Linked DNA regions of Bos taurus: region 1 is linked to region 2. The links are chromatin contacts, called in public Hi-C maps. All regions are on one chromosome and are shown on one strand. Each heading gives the region's core, a stretch centred on a gene start, on an enhancer-like site or on the middle of the called end of the contact. The rest is flanking DNA. Distances are from core to core; before and after follow the strand shown. Region 1 has its middle 130 kb from the start of PPP1R3B. Region 2 holds the start of PPP1R3B (protein phosphatase 1 regulatory subunit 3B).

Region 1 (7,450 bases), core at 2,999-5,498, 130 kb before region 2:
GCAGCCCATGGCTCCGCTTGGAGCCAACAGGGCCCTGCAGTCGGACGCCTGCTCCTTCTGCTTTCCCTCTCCCCACCATTCGCTCCCCTCTGTGCCCCGAGTGCACGCTGTGCAGAGCAGCTGGGGGGATGAATGCCCACATTATCCCCCCGGCCTGTCAGCAGCCACAAACCCGGGCAGCTGGTGTGGGGCCTGTGTCCCCGGTGTAAACAGCCGGCCAGCCTGAGTAGCGGCTTGTTCTCTCTGCTGATGCTGGGCCAGGTCTCCCCAACGCTAGGAGCCCCCTCCCACCCTACCCCACCCCGCCACCCTGGGGCTGAAGAAAAGAGGGGCTTTGTGCCCTTAATTCAGACCTTAATCCTCTTGAATGCTACCAAGGTAGAGACACTCATGGGATGGGTCTCTGAGTCACCCACAGGCAGGAGGGGCTGGGGGCGGGCTGGCTGCCTGTCGGGGTGGATTTAGGAAGTTTGGACACAAATGGTCAGAGGCTGGACTGCATGTCCAAGCCCTCAAACGTCTTCCTGCTGGCCTCCTGTGGAGAGACAGGGCGCATTCTTAGAGACAGGTTGTTAAGAGGCAAATCTGTGCAGCCATTACCAACTTGGTCACTCGGGTCACTGAGTAATTGAGTCCCTACTAGGCAGAGACCTGGCTCCTTGGGAGGGAGGAGAAGGTGACAGGATGAAGACAGGCAGGAATATGTCCCCGCTGACCAACTCAGAGCCTGAGCACACTCGAGATACACACGAAGACCAAAGGCAGGAGTCAAGGTCAGGGAGGGGAGGTCACCGCACTGAGGGGCTGGCTCTCTTTACATCTGCCTTTGATCGGTCCTCTCAGGTCCTGTTTCCACAATGACTCAAGCCTATGGCCAGACGCTTCCCTGGTGGTCCAGTGGTTATGATTTCACTGTCCAACGAAGAGGGTGTGGGTTCAATCCCTGGTCAGGGATCCAAGGTCCCACATGCTTGGAGGCCAAAAATCCAAAACATAATTCAGAAGCAATATTGTATAATTCTATAAAAACTTTAAATTCTATAAAAACTTAAAAAATGGTCCTTCCACATCAAAAAAAAAAAAAAAACCCAACCCTAAAGGCCAGTCTTCCCCTACATTCTCATACAAGTCCCTGTCTCCTCAGATCACCCCAAAGCTGCCTAATCTCCCTCTGTCACTATCACGGGGGTCCTTAGACACATCCACGTTGGAAATCTGCAAGTCTTACCAGAAGGAGCACGTGGATCTTTAGCTCTTTCTGTAGGACTTGTCCCTGCCTTGCCTTTCTCAGGGTCCTTCTTTCTTTGGCCCTTGAGTTATAGTTCTCAGAGTCCCATCCCACTTCCGTCTTTAGACGGAGAGCCACTTGAGAGACGACTCCATCTGACTTAGCACCAACATGATCCCTTGCCCCTGGGAGACATGCAATAAATTTGGAGCCATTGCAATGTTTTCCTCATGATTCTTCTGGCCAGATGCTAAGAAAAACTTTAAAAAACCTAGGTAAGGGCCAGCGAGGGGATTAAAGGCAGCTCTAAATCTAAAAGCGACACTTCCTAGTCCAGAACTTTTTTTTTAAAATTAATGTTCTTCAGGACACCAGGTTGCATCAGACATTTACAGACATTTCCAAACTCCTGAGCAATGCACTCGTCCCGGACTGCTGCCAGTGCAAACACTGCAACATCAGGGAGAAGAAAGAGTCTTCTTTTCCTTCCAGAGTCATTCACGTATAAAGATCAATTAAGATCGACAGAAGACAATCCTTAGGAAGGCGTTCCCCATGCTTTAGCTCTGAAACCACACTTTTCCTTCTCAGTTGTCTACTTTGGAGGTCCCTGATTCTACTTGCCAAGAGGGAACCTGCTGTGTCCGCTTATTTGCTGAATCACTGCTGATTGAACTCAGCAAATAGCAACAAAGAGCTGTTTTAATGAGATTTGAAAGTTTAGCAGTGAAAATTGGAAATCACAGCCCATCAAACTATCCAATCACCTGAAACTAACCTACTGAAATGTTCTTGTCACTCGCAGGAGTTCTATTTCTGGCATATATACACCAAATCTTCTTTGTCCATTCATCCACTGGTAGACACTTAGCTTGTTTCCTTGTCTTGACTTTTGTAAAAAAAAAAAAAAAAAAAATGCTGCAATGATGGGAGAGCAGGTCCCTCTTTCAGATCTTCTTTTTGTTTCCTTTGGATATACGCACAGAAGTGGGATGGCCGGGTCATATGGAAGTTCAATTTTTAATTTCTTGATGAAACTCCATACTACTTCCCATAAGGGCAGCACCAATAGACATAGAAGGTGCCTCCTGATCCCCAACAAAATGAGATTAAGATATGAGCACCCCACCCTTCTTCTCCCCATATTCTTCTCATTTTCTGACAGCTGGAATTTGTTTTTACACTGTTGAGGTTGATCATATTACATTTTTTCCTATAACCATATGTAAGACTTCTGTGTTCTATCAGGCTGATTCTCAAGGTGGGAAACCAGTCAACTTTATGTTAATATAAACTGAAAGCATTAATACATCAATCAATTTTTTCCCCATACACACAGGCAGATGCTGAGCCAAGATTCTGTCGATACTATGGTCGCCTAATCAGGAAGCGTGCGCTAGGTGGCTGGATTCCATTCATGACCCTTTCACAGTGGCCATCATGCTGCTGTTTTATGGGGCTTGTTGACAAGCAGGCGTCACTTTGGTTGAGCACAAAGAGGAGTCTGGCTAGGAGGCTCTCAAGGGTCAAAAACTGGGCGGGGAGGGAGTTGTTTACCCGAGCACTTTTTAGAGTGTTTACTCTAAAAGTGCTACTTCTCAGAAAGGATATCAATAACTGGAGAAAAGGGAGCTCTGATTTCTGCTTGGCTGTCAAGGGTCCAGACTCAGAGGTGGGTGAGGAGCCTGTAGGGTACCACCAACTGGCTCGTGCATCTGCAGACAATTGGAATTCTCTCCTCTGCCACCCCATCCCCCACCCCACCCCCATTCTGCAATATGGCTTCTGAGATCTGATTATCCATCAGTGGGCTTTTATTCCCTTCTTCTGAAAATGTGTTGGGGTCTGTCCTTCACTGTCTCTTCTAGTTATTTTGACTGTTAAGTTTATCCCTGTGTTTTTATTTTACTGAGGTCTCTGGAAGAAGAAGAAAACCACAGTTGCATCTATGCTTTACTTTGTTCCTGATTATAACATAGTTCAGTTTTATTATAAAGAAAAATTTCAAATAATCCAGAAAAAATATATATAAAAAGCAAAGGAAAACTCCATAAAAACCTGCAACTTGGAGGTAACCCCAGATGACATGATGAAAATTATTCCAGAATCTACTGACTTTTCCTGTTTTGTGTGGAATTTCTAGAGGGAATTTGCCTATCCTTTAATCCCTGAGTCTTCACTCCCTGGAAACCTGTTAAGCCAAAGGTGGGAATAAAAAGAGATGAATGCCCACTACTTGTCATGTTGCAGCCACCATCCCAGGCTTCAGTGAATAGAGAAGCAGTCGGGTAGGCAGTTTTTACTAAGGATTGCTTCATCCTTCTCCATTTTTCCTGCTTCTGACTTTCAGAGTATCTTATGGTGGAAACCTTGCACCCTTTAAACATTCTTGGCATTTCTTTGGAGAGACAGGCTATCTAGAGCAGATTCTTCTGGATTCTTCTTTCTCTGGGTTGGAGAGTGGGCAAATTAAAAATGAGATTTATTGGTGTATGATAATTCACATTTCATAGTTGGACCAGGCTTCCTGAGTTTTCTTGTGCTCTGAAACAAACAACAAAAAAATATTGCCCATCTCCTCTCCTTTCCCTGGAGAATAGGCCTTCTTCCTGAACGTACAGGTCCTGGGGTGAAAAGGAGGGGCGGTGTGAATAGCTATCCTCTTCATCCGTCTTCCTTGTACAAACAAGTTCTTTCAACTTTTCTATTTTGCTTGAATTGTGTCCGTTTACTTGCTCATGTTGAACACGAATGAGAGGAGATGAAGTGGGCTCTTCTCCAGTGGATTGCTGCTCCGGCCAGAGCTAGCAGGAACTAACTTTGCCTTCAGCTGTGTGGGGCAGCCCCCAGGGTCAGACATGAGAGAGCTCTCCAAGGGTGGGGGCCTGGCAGACTCGGTTCCGCCGTCCCTCTCATGAGGGGTCCACGCAGGCACCCTCAGGAAGCATCAGATAGCTCCGTGCGTCTCTGAGCCATCAGTCAACGCGCCAAGTCTGGCCTTCACTCCTGACTTGGCCCCAGCTCCTGGCAGAGGAGAGCCTCCGGAGGGGGGAGGGCCTCCAGCCTCACACAGACTTAAAGGGACAAAACCTATCACGTTGCTTCTCCAAGGAGGACTTGGGAGTTGGCTTTAAGTGTCCCTTCTCTTTTCTTTGACCCCCTTGTAGACAGTCTGTGCCCCCAGATTGCTGAGATGCCTGGGCAATGAGAAGCAGAGGGCAGGACTCCACCTGAGGTTGTCCTTGGGAAATGGCCTCTGTGAAGCCAGGCTTGACTTTGCATTCCAGCATGTCTGGCTCTTGGTGAGTGATCTTACCATGGTGATTATCTGGGTCGTGAAGATCTTTCTTGTATAGTTCTTTTGTGTATTCTTGCCACCTCTTCTTAATATCTTCTGCTTCTGCTTCTGAAAGATTGAAGGCAGGAGAAGGGGATGACAGAGGATGAGATGGTTGGATGGCATGACTGACTCAATGGACATGAGTTTGAGTAAACTCCAGGAGTTGGTGATGGACAGGGAGGCCTGGCGTGCTGCAGTCCATGGGGTTGCAAAGAGTTGGACATGACTGAGCGACTGAACTGAACTGAAGCCAGGCTTATCTTCCTGCAAACACTGATGACCTCTACTGTCACCATCAGGTCACTCTGTACCTCCAACCTTGGAAGAGGCTCCCCGTCCCCCTCCGCCTCCGACTCCGCCTCCCCCTCCCCACTTCCTGATAGTTAGTCATTTTGATCACCACCTGTGTTGCTGTCTATACCAACGTGACATTGCTCCCAGGCACTTCCAGGTGCTTTGGGATTCCAGGTACCAACAGAACTAGAATGAACTGGATACTTCCGGGAACCAGACAGGGCTGGGCAGCGTTCAGTGAAGAAAGTACTAGAGTCTGATGTTGAGACCACCATTCCATGTGTGTCCCTGACTTAGAAAGCTTAAAGCACTTCCACTGCCCTGGAAGGAGTAAAGGGGTCCCCATGTCTTCCCAAAGGGTTCTCCCTTTGCCCTCAGCTCGATTCTGCCCCCAGCCCATTTCCCTCCATGATCACCACATCCATCATTTCCATCCTCATAGGATTTTCTGCATTGGAGCCTCATTCTGTTTATTGGAACCCCTTGCTATCATCATGGACCCCAACCTTTCCTCACTGTTCTGCCTCCAAGGGCAATTGTCTCCTTGGGGTGGATGCCTGAAGTAGAGGAAGAAGTGAGCCATTTCCATGAAGTGGGCTAAGAATATTCTCACTTTACCAGTGTGCTGAACCCAGTTTCTGAAAATGCTACATTCACGGGACACTCGTCTCCCTTTCACCTTCATGAATTCTGGCCACTCGGATTCCCGTCACAGGTCCTGGACACGCACTCTGCCAGGAGTCCAGCTCCTGGAGTGGTTGCCATTCTGGTCAAGAGTATCCGGGATCCAACTAGTACAGAACTACCCTGGCTACAAGTCAGCAGTGTGATTTCAGCTGGCACTGGGCTTGCTGCTGGAATCACGTAGAGGAACAGTGGAGACTCAGACTTTCCACTATAATAATAAACTGCAGATGCCTATTTAAAGCACTCAGACATTTATTTCAAAGCTTTGGGGGGGGTGGCACTGGATGACAGAAACGAACTGGACTAGGGGCTGGGAGTCTGGGTCACTCTCTCTGTGTTCTGAACAGTTACCAGGTGTTCTTGGACTAACTGACCCCTTTATAAAATGAGAAGGTTGATGTGATGGAGTTGGAAAACGTGTTCCAGGCCCGATTTGAACTTGTGTGGAGGACTTCCCCACACCCACAAGCAAGCCTCAGATGCCAGCCAAGTGTCTGAGAAGTCAACCTAATTCTGACATTGTTTGCCTGGAGATAGAATCAGGCTCCACAGGTAAAAGGCTCAGTCCCATGGGACCACCCTCCACTTCAGATGCCCATCACACAACTGGGTGCTTTCTTCTAATAGACTGGATATGAATCTCAGAGTTTCCCACAACCTGCTCCTTGGGTTGCATTCATTTTACTAGAAAGGCTCACGGAGCTCAGGAAAACCCTTGAACTCTCTAGAATGCTGATTTATTAAAAAAGGATATTAATGGGTACGAATCAACAGTCAGATGAAAAGATACACAGGGTGAGGTCTTTCTGTTTTCATGAAGCATGGGACCCAGCACAAAGGCACACAGAAGTGTTCTGATTCCGCAAGGTGGAAGATCTCTGAAAAAGAGTCAGAAAGCTGTCCTTTGGAGGTTTACAGAGGCTTACACAGTCATGATTGACTAAATTATTGGCCGATGACAGTTGATTCAACCTCCAGCCCCAGAAATCAAGGGGCGAGACTGTAACTACTACCTGTAATCACAAGGTTGGCTTTCCTGACCACTAGCCCTCACTCTCGGAGAAGGCAATGGCACCCCATTACAGTACTCTTGCCTGGCAAATCCCAGGGATGGAGGAGCCTGGTAGGCTGCAGTCCATGGGGTCACTAGGAGTTGGACACGACTGAGCGACTTCCCTTTCACTTTTCACTTTCATGCATTGGAGAAGGAAATAGCAACCCACTCCAGTGTTCTTGCCTGGAGAATCCCAGGAATGGGGGAGCCTGGTGGGCTGCCATCTCTGGGGTCGCACAGAGTCGGACATGACTGAAGCGACTTAGCAGCAGCAGCAGCAGCCCTCACTCTGGGGTAGGATTTAAAAGTCACCTTCATTAGCATGAACCCAGTTGTGGTGGCAGAAAATTACAAGGGTTTTGGGAGCTGTGGATGAAGACCAAATATATATGAGAAGTATATATTTGGTCATGTGAATGATCAAATATTTATTTCTCTTATAAATCACAATATCATAAAGTGTTAGCTAATGCTATGGTGGTAATCATTTTGCAATATATACATTTTGCAATGTGCTGCTGCTAAGTCACTTCAGTCGTATCCAACTCTGTGTGACCCCATAGATGGCAGCCCACCAGGCTCCCCGTCCCTGAGATTCTCCAGGCAAGAGTACTGGAGTGGGTTGCCATTTCCTTCTCCATTGCATGAAAGTGAAAAGTGAAAGTGAAGTTGCTCGGTCGTGTCCGACTCCTAGCGACCCCATGGACTGCAGCCTACCAGGCCCCTCCATCCATGGGATTTTCCAGGCAAGAGTACTGGAGTGGGTTGCCATTTCCTTCTCCATTGCATGAAAGTGAAAAGTGAAAGTGAAGTTGCTCGGTCGTGTCCGACTCCTAGTGACCCCATG
Region 2 (7,242 bases), core at 4,086-6,585:
GATTACTTAACACTTAAACTTCCTCAACAGTGAGACTAAAAAGTCAATACTGATCCTCCTAAAAATGATCTGGTGGCGTGAATTAAAAGTCTAAAGAAGGTGCATATCCTGTGGGAAACAGACTTACAAGAAAGAATCAGGGATGCTGTCCTCCAATATAAAACAAAAAGTTTAATATAAAAAGAACAAAACAAAATGAAAAGTTAAAAAAAAAAGAATTAGGGATGCAGACAAAGATTTAAATATGAAGGTCCTTATCGAAGTATATTTTTAATAGAGAAAATTTGGAGTAAAAAAATCTAAGTATCCCATAATAAGAAAATAAAATGTGGTCTCTTTATGTGAAGGCATACTATGCAGTCATTAAAAAGCATGTCAGGAAAATTCTAATATCAATACACTGAAAATGAGCAGCCATGATTAGAAAATTAAAATATTAAATTTTATATATACTATGATCCTGATAATAAAATGTTTGGGTACAGAATAAATACTGAAAGAAAAAACAGTAAGTTACTTTGGTAGTTTTGACTGGGTGGTGCTGATTCTGTTTTCATCACAATATTTTTCTGTGTTTTCCACAATGTCCACAGTGATCTTGTATTAGTTTTATAATCATAAGCATAATATACAGTGCAAATTAAAGATATATCTGGATCATACAAAGCACTGCGCTAGATATAAAGCTGGAGCATAAAAGCTGTTTTGTTAATGTAACTTTTAAAGGAATGGTCCCTACATCAGCATCATACAGAAACTCAGAAACTCTCAACTATGTAAATTACTGATGGGCTCTAGGAGCTTTGACATGTATATTACTCAAGATCTTTCCAAGATCTTCTCTTCTGTGCTAAGGACATATTCTCATTGACAGAGGCTTACAGAATCCCTTTACTGGTATTCATCTGCCTGTCCCATAAAACATGACCTAGCAAGTCCCCTTCAGCAATTCTGAAAGAGGGACAGAGGGCCCCAGGTAATATGATGCACCCAGAGCGCATCTGCAGCTCTGACAGGTGCAAACAACGCCTCTCATCTAAATATAAATGGACTTAAGCAGTTTGGAAACAGTCTTTCCCACTTTCTATTCTGATCGAGCAAAAGAATGCTCTCTTCTTTAGTTCTGACTCTCTATGCTGGTTATTTTTTTATTTAGATTCACTTAAATTCAAAGAGAAGCAATGTTAGAACTCTAAGACGACAGAAAGAAAAGGATTTCCAAAATCTTGTGTGATTTGAACTGTTTTTGAAATTGTTAAGTTGAGGAGGAGATAAGGTATTAACATTTTTTAAAGTTTTCTGGACGAGCAAAAAAAAAAAAAAAACTGATGTTAACACATGCAGAAGGAAAGACTATCTAGTATTTAAGCCAGAAAGAGGATCTGATTTTTAATCAATGGAGTGGAAATTCTTTGGGGGAACATATAGAAGAACTCTGTGCCATTTCCAATTCCTGCCATTCTCTCTCCCATTACCCCTAAACGTTTTCTCCCCCTTCAGGATCCTGCTCAATGGTCACTTCTCAAAGGTCAGCCTTCTCTAACCTTCCCCTCTTCCCTCTCCCCCACTGACACACACACAGTCTTTCTCTTAGCTCCCCAGAGATCTGCCTTTCACACGTTCATTCCACATCATTATTTGTCAGTTTAAGAGCTTCTTGAGAGTAAGATAATATATCACTCATTTTTCCATTTCCAGCACCTAGGCTTAAGTTGGTTAATAGTGCACTATAGAACAAATGAACAAATGTGTAAGACACAGCTAAAAAGTCACAGATGAACCCAGTGCAAGAATAAGACAGTGCTACCACTAACAACCATGAAAAAAGAGAAGTTTATGGATGATCATTGGCTATCCTTAGCCACTGGCTTCTTTTTATTTGGGGGAGAAGGATAGGCTTATTAAAGAATATTAAGGCTACAATTCAATGCCAGATATTAGAAAAGGAACTTGGTAAGCATTGACTAAAGGGTTGAAATTTTCCGTTTTCGGTTTCCCTCTTTGTTGCTAGAAAATGAAACCGCAAAGCAAGATTGTCTAAGGACCAGTACATCTCTCAGGTTCTGGGGTTCAGGACTGATATGAATTCTCCTGCAACAGTTCTCCAGAGCTTGCAACCCAGCTCTATTCCAATCTCAAAGACTGTGCTCTTTTCAAACTCTTAGATGCCACAGTCCTACCTACCAAGACTGTGGTGTGCCACAACTAAGTTTAGCCCCACTCTCCTGGTCTGAAATAGTCACCTAAACCACAGGGGAAATTATTACCCATGATTTCCTAGATCTATGTAAGGAAGATACTTCCAAACCCAAATGCTATAAAATTGTATTTACTTGTCCCAACTCCTTCCCACTTGGGTTCAGATCACCCTTTACCTGCATATGTTTTGCAATACCTGTTGGCTCTTTATCTCTGCCCACTCCTCTAGCGTGCTCCCTCCACTTGAGAAATGTAGGCAGCACTTGGCTTCATAAATTTTCAAACTTCTCATCAGCTAATAAAAGGGTGTTTAGAGTTGGCAAAGGAATTATTGCATAGGAATTTCATTTGCCAACTGCCTAGCAATAGTTAATTTCCCAGGTGGTCCTTAATTAGATTTATCCACTGAAAGAGAAGGAAGAGGACTAATGATCACCCTTCAGACAGGAAGACTGAGTCTGAGGAAGCTCTCTATAGCACCGAAGACTCCAACTACATTATTGTAATGGACCAGAGTTTTTGTCTTACATTGCTAGTAAAGTTAGAAGCTGCTTTTAAATCTCTTATAGCAGAAATTCCCATATGCTATGGTCAACATAATAAATTTTTATAAAGCTAAATATACGCAATATGAAGGACTAGCCTCTACTGAGATTAGGCCCTTCCTGTATTTTGTTGTTGCTGTTAAAGAGTGTGTGCATGTGAACTCAGTAGTGTCCAACTCTTTGCAAACCCATGGGATTCTCCAAGCAAGAATAGAGTATTTCTTTCAAAAATAAAAGGTGGTAACAGAAGATGGTAGGACTTGTTTATATTTTTAATTGGCACTTTAAAAAGCTGGTAATCCTATATTAATTTCCAAAATTCAATAAACCTGGAAAACTGGGATCCTCATCCCTAAAGTGGTTAGCTCAGAGCTGGTCACCAAGGAAATGATATCTATGACTGCTGCTGCTGCATGCATATTAAATTGATCTCATATGGGTGGAGGGGCTTCTAAACTCTATTCTAAACTCATCATTCTCTACAGATCTCAAGCTGAAGCCCAGAGATCAAGGAGGCCCTGTAGATACAGGTTGAATCCGTTCATACAGATTCAAGTTAGGTAGTTTCCTCGGAAATATACCTACCTGCTGCTGCTGCTGCTGCTGCTGCTAAGTCACTTCAGTCATGTCCGACTCTATGCAACCCCATAGACGGCAGCCCACCAGGCTCCCCTGTCCCTGGGATTCTCCAGGCAAGAATACTGGAGTGGGTTGCCATTTCCTTCTCCAATGCATGAAGATGAAAAGTGAAAGTGAATTCGCTCAGTCGTGTCCGACTCTTAGCGACCCCATGGTCTGCAGCCTACCAGGCTCCTCCATCCACGGGATTTTCCAGGCAAGAATACTGGAGTGCGGTGCTGTTGTTTTCTCCAATACCTACCTGAGAAACCCTCAACTATATATGCAATATTCTGAGATGGGTATTGGTCCTTTGCCTCAATAACAACTTTATTAAAAGGATTTTACTGTATTCCATTCACAGGGACACCCGGACCGTGATCGGCACAAAGCAAGCGTTCAGTAATTACTTATTTTCAACAGTATCCTAGAAGCTGGGGATACTGATCCCGACAAGGCTCCACCTAAAACGGAGGGAAACACATTTGGCATTCTCTCCGGGCTCCTCTGGGCTCCACGTGTGATGGAGGAACTAGCGGTCACCTGTGAACCCCGTGGCTGAAGAGTAAGACAAAGGCGGGGCCGACGGGACGGGTGAATGGCTCTGCAATCCCGTCCGCGCGCGTAGGGTGACTTTTCCCGGCTAGGACTTTGCCTAGGCAGTAGGAACTGTGCCAGGCGCCGGCGTCCAGCCCTCTGGCTGTAACGGGAAGCCGTGCAGCAGGCAAGTGCCTCTGCCCCCTGGCGCCCGTTCCCCCGGCTTCGGATGAAATTGTGACCCACCGCCCTCTTCCCAGCCCTTGGAACCCGGCCCTATCGCTCTGGGCGCGCAGCCTATCACGTGGCGCGGCGGTGCTGGGGGGGGGCGGGGGTGGGGGGGGTGGGACCGCGGCTCCGCGGTTATTGGTGGACGGCGCGCGTCTCGGGCGCGCCCATTGGCTGCGGGGGGCGTTCACGGGAAAGGGGGGTCTGGGAAGGCGTCCCGAGTGGGGAGAGGTGGCCTGAAAGTTAAAGGGAGCCGCGCGGCGGCTAGAAGTTGGAGTCCCAGGTGAGGGGCCGCAGGGAGGAGGCGGGAGGGCTGCTCTAGCGCACGGACGGATGCGGCTGCCCGCGGAGGGCGCCCACCTGAGCCCCGGCCCCCGCTCCTGCTGTCGCCGCCGCTGCCCCCGCCACCCTGGCTGGGATGCTGCCGCAGGCTGGCGCCTCCGCACCTCGGGGCTTATGAGCTGTACCAGGTACGTCCCCCACCAAGCCCGCAAGGCCAGGTGCCCGACCACAGAAACGGCGACGAGGGCACGCATCAGGGACCCCCTCTGGTGCCTGCCTCACACACTTTCTTAGGCCAGCTTGCAGTTACACTCTGGGCATGGGACACTCTAGAAGGGCTTGAGGAAACTGTTGCTTCCTCGTGGAGAGGGCAATGCAGGGACCAGAGGTTGGATGGAGCCTGGCCGGACCCACGTGATGCACCGATTGGGGGTCCTGGCCACGATGGGAGGCTGGGGCTGGGAGTCCAGACCACTCTTGGTCCCTACTGTGCCGAGTTCGAACCTGACACTAGGCTTTTCCGCCTGGGAACCGACACTCCTAGAGCTGAGCCCTGGGATCTTGAGCAGAAGGGAAAGTCGCTGCGTCTCTCACGCCGCCTCGATTGCCCGTTACAACGTAGGGAAACACTGGGTGATCTCTCAGGTCGCCGAGGGCTACGGGACACGGAGCGCACCGGCGGCTGGGGCCACTCGGAGCCGAGCCACCTCGGGTCCCCGGCCCCCAGACGGGCCGTCCTGGGCCGGCGGGGTCGAGGTGGCCGCGCGGGGACGCTCTCGCGGCGCCTCTCCGTCCGGGGTGGCCCCGCCGCCCCGCCCTGGTGTGATAACTAGGGCTCCTCCTCCTCGTCGTCTTCCTCCCCCTGCCGGTCACAACTCCGGGAACCCAGCCCAAGCCCTGCCTCCCGGACACACACCGAGGCTCACGTAGTCTGGTGGCGGCAGCCTCCCCTGCCACCTCCCTCCGGGTTCTCCGATGCAGCGAGCCAGCTGGAAAGGGGGCTTCCCCGCGGCCCCACAGGTGGGTTCCCGCCCGGCGAAGGATCTCTGGGAGGGGTTGGGGGCGGGGCGCAGCCCGGGCCTGGCTGGACCCAGGCGACAGTGACCTGTGGGATCTTTGAAGCCAGGACGCCCCGGCCTGCCCCCGTGTCCTGTTCCTGTCCGTTTTGAGTCCAGAGAAAGAGGTGTGGAAGCGACTCAGTGCAAAAGAGGGAGCAGAGAGCCCAGAACATACTAGAAGGTTTGGGCTCTCTCCTGGTATTGTTTGCTGCAGAAGAGGAGAAAATTGAGAACTTGGAGAGTTGCTAGAAGATGTTGGGGCCTGTGGTGTGTGTGGCCAGGCCTCCCTGGGAGACCCACGGCCCAGGAGAAGCCAGAGGAAGGCCTTCAGGCTGGGGTGCAGAGGAGAAGAGGAAATGGTTCATTTGGCAGGGTTGTCCAGGAGCCAAGACTAAAGTGAAGACAGCTGGAGGATTTACCCCAAAAGTAAAGTTGAGGTATTTAGGGAAAAGTTAGTGGGAAAAGAAGAACCATCAGGCAATATCAGCAACCCAGAATGTCAGAGCTCAAAGGGATCTCAGGGGAGAAGCTCAAGCCCAGAGAGTTTGAGTAATTTGCCCTGAGTGCCACAATGGCACCCCACTCCAGTACTCTTGCCTGGAAAATCCCATGGACAGAGGAGCCTGGTAGGCTGCAATCCATGGGGTCGCTAAGAGTCGGACACGACTGAGCGACTTCACTTTGACTTTTCAGTTTCATGCATTGGAGAAGGAAATGGCAACCCACTCCAGTGTTCTTGCCTGGAGAATCCCAGGGACGGGGGAGCCTGGTGGGCTGCCGTCTATGGGGTCGCACAGAGTCAGACGTGACTGAAGTGACTTAGCATAGCATAGCCACAGCCACGTGTAGGCATTCCTAGGCCAGTGTGCTGTATTTCATATTGGACACTTCTAGATGCAAACACTGTGCCATTTTAACTTATCTCTTTCCTATAACATGCAACCTCATCCACAGATATTTATCTCAGAGATGCTTTGGATGGCGGTGACAGAATAGAGGAGTCCAAGTGGCATCTAGGGCTGCGAATAACAGCCCCATGGTCAGAGTACCATGGGAAAGATGCCAACTTTGTTCACACTATGGCAGCCAAACCTTTTGGGAGCAAATAGAGAAATGCCAAAGGCGTAGGTGGCCACATCTTTAAAACAAAAATTATACCTGGTAACTTGGTTGTCAACGCTTAGCTTCACAACGTAGCTTCAGTGTTCCTGGTGAGTTATTGGTGCGTCTGATATTTCTGTCTTTTCTTATCAGAGTGCAAGAGAATGGGGGAGGCAATGTGTTGGCCTCAATACAAAAGAAAAAGATTTGCCTTCTATAAAAGGCACAGCCAGAGAGTCAGTAGTTCAGCTGCTTGAAACTGTGAAGGTTATAGGGTTATTTTCTGTACAAGTTGATAGATTTTAGAGAAGAATCACCATTACACGTAACCCTTGCCAGCTGTCTTGAGAGGGTGTGTTGTTTGTTACTAGTGGAACAGGGAAAACTTTTATGCAAAACTCTCCATGTTCTTTCTGATTTGCATGGAGTGTTAGGGTTTGTCCTCTTTTTGACCAGAAACACTGAAATGTACCCTTAGACACGTCCAGTCTCTCATGGGGCAAGACTGATCTCCTAGGCATCTATTTGGAAGCAAAAGTTTTGAGAATCCCTGCTGGTCTGAGTAACAGCTACTCACAGTCTCGTGACCTTGTCCTGCAAAGAACTGGTATCCAGGTCCGATGTCATCTCTGCTGGTTCAGTTGTGTGTCCACATCTCCTTCTGGTTTTTTTTT

What was found. Hi-C and Micro-C count contacts between places; a contact is called where the count stands out from the background.
Region 1: a contact with region 2 is called in a Hi-C map of liver, with 2.5 times the contacts expected there. The contact joins the enhancer-like site here to the promoter of PPP1R3B in region 2. A contact is called at or near these places in 2 of 11 Hi-C or Micro-C datasets (liver and skeletal muscle).

What each region holds. Positions count from the first base shown.
Region 1 is chr27:25,316,094-25,323,543 of ARS-UCD2.0, reverse strand. No RefSeq gene overlaps it. Among named protein-coding and RNA genes, the nearest start is that of PPP1R3B, 130 kb to the right of the region's middle. Within about 2 kb of position 4,248, at least 17 of the 102 cell types and tissues checked have an H3K27ac peak or open chromatin away from gene starts, as enhancers often do. A contact at or near this core is called in liver and skeletal muscle, where this site is marked.
Region 2 is chr27:25,187,368-25,194,609 of ARS-UCD2.0, reverse strand. PPP1R3B (protein phosphatase 1 regulatory subunit 3B) reads left to right here and starts at 5,335. Exons shown (of 2, transcript NM_001103247.1): 1 at 5,335-5,429.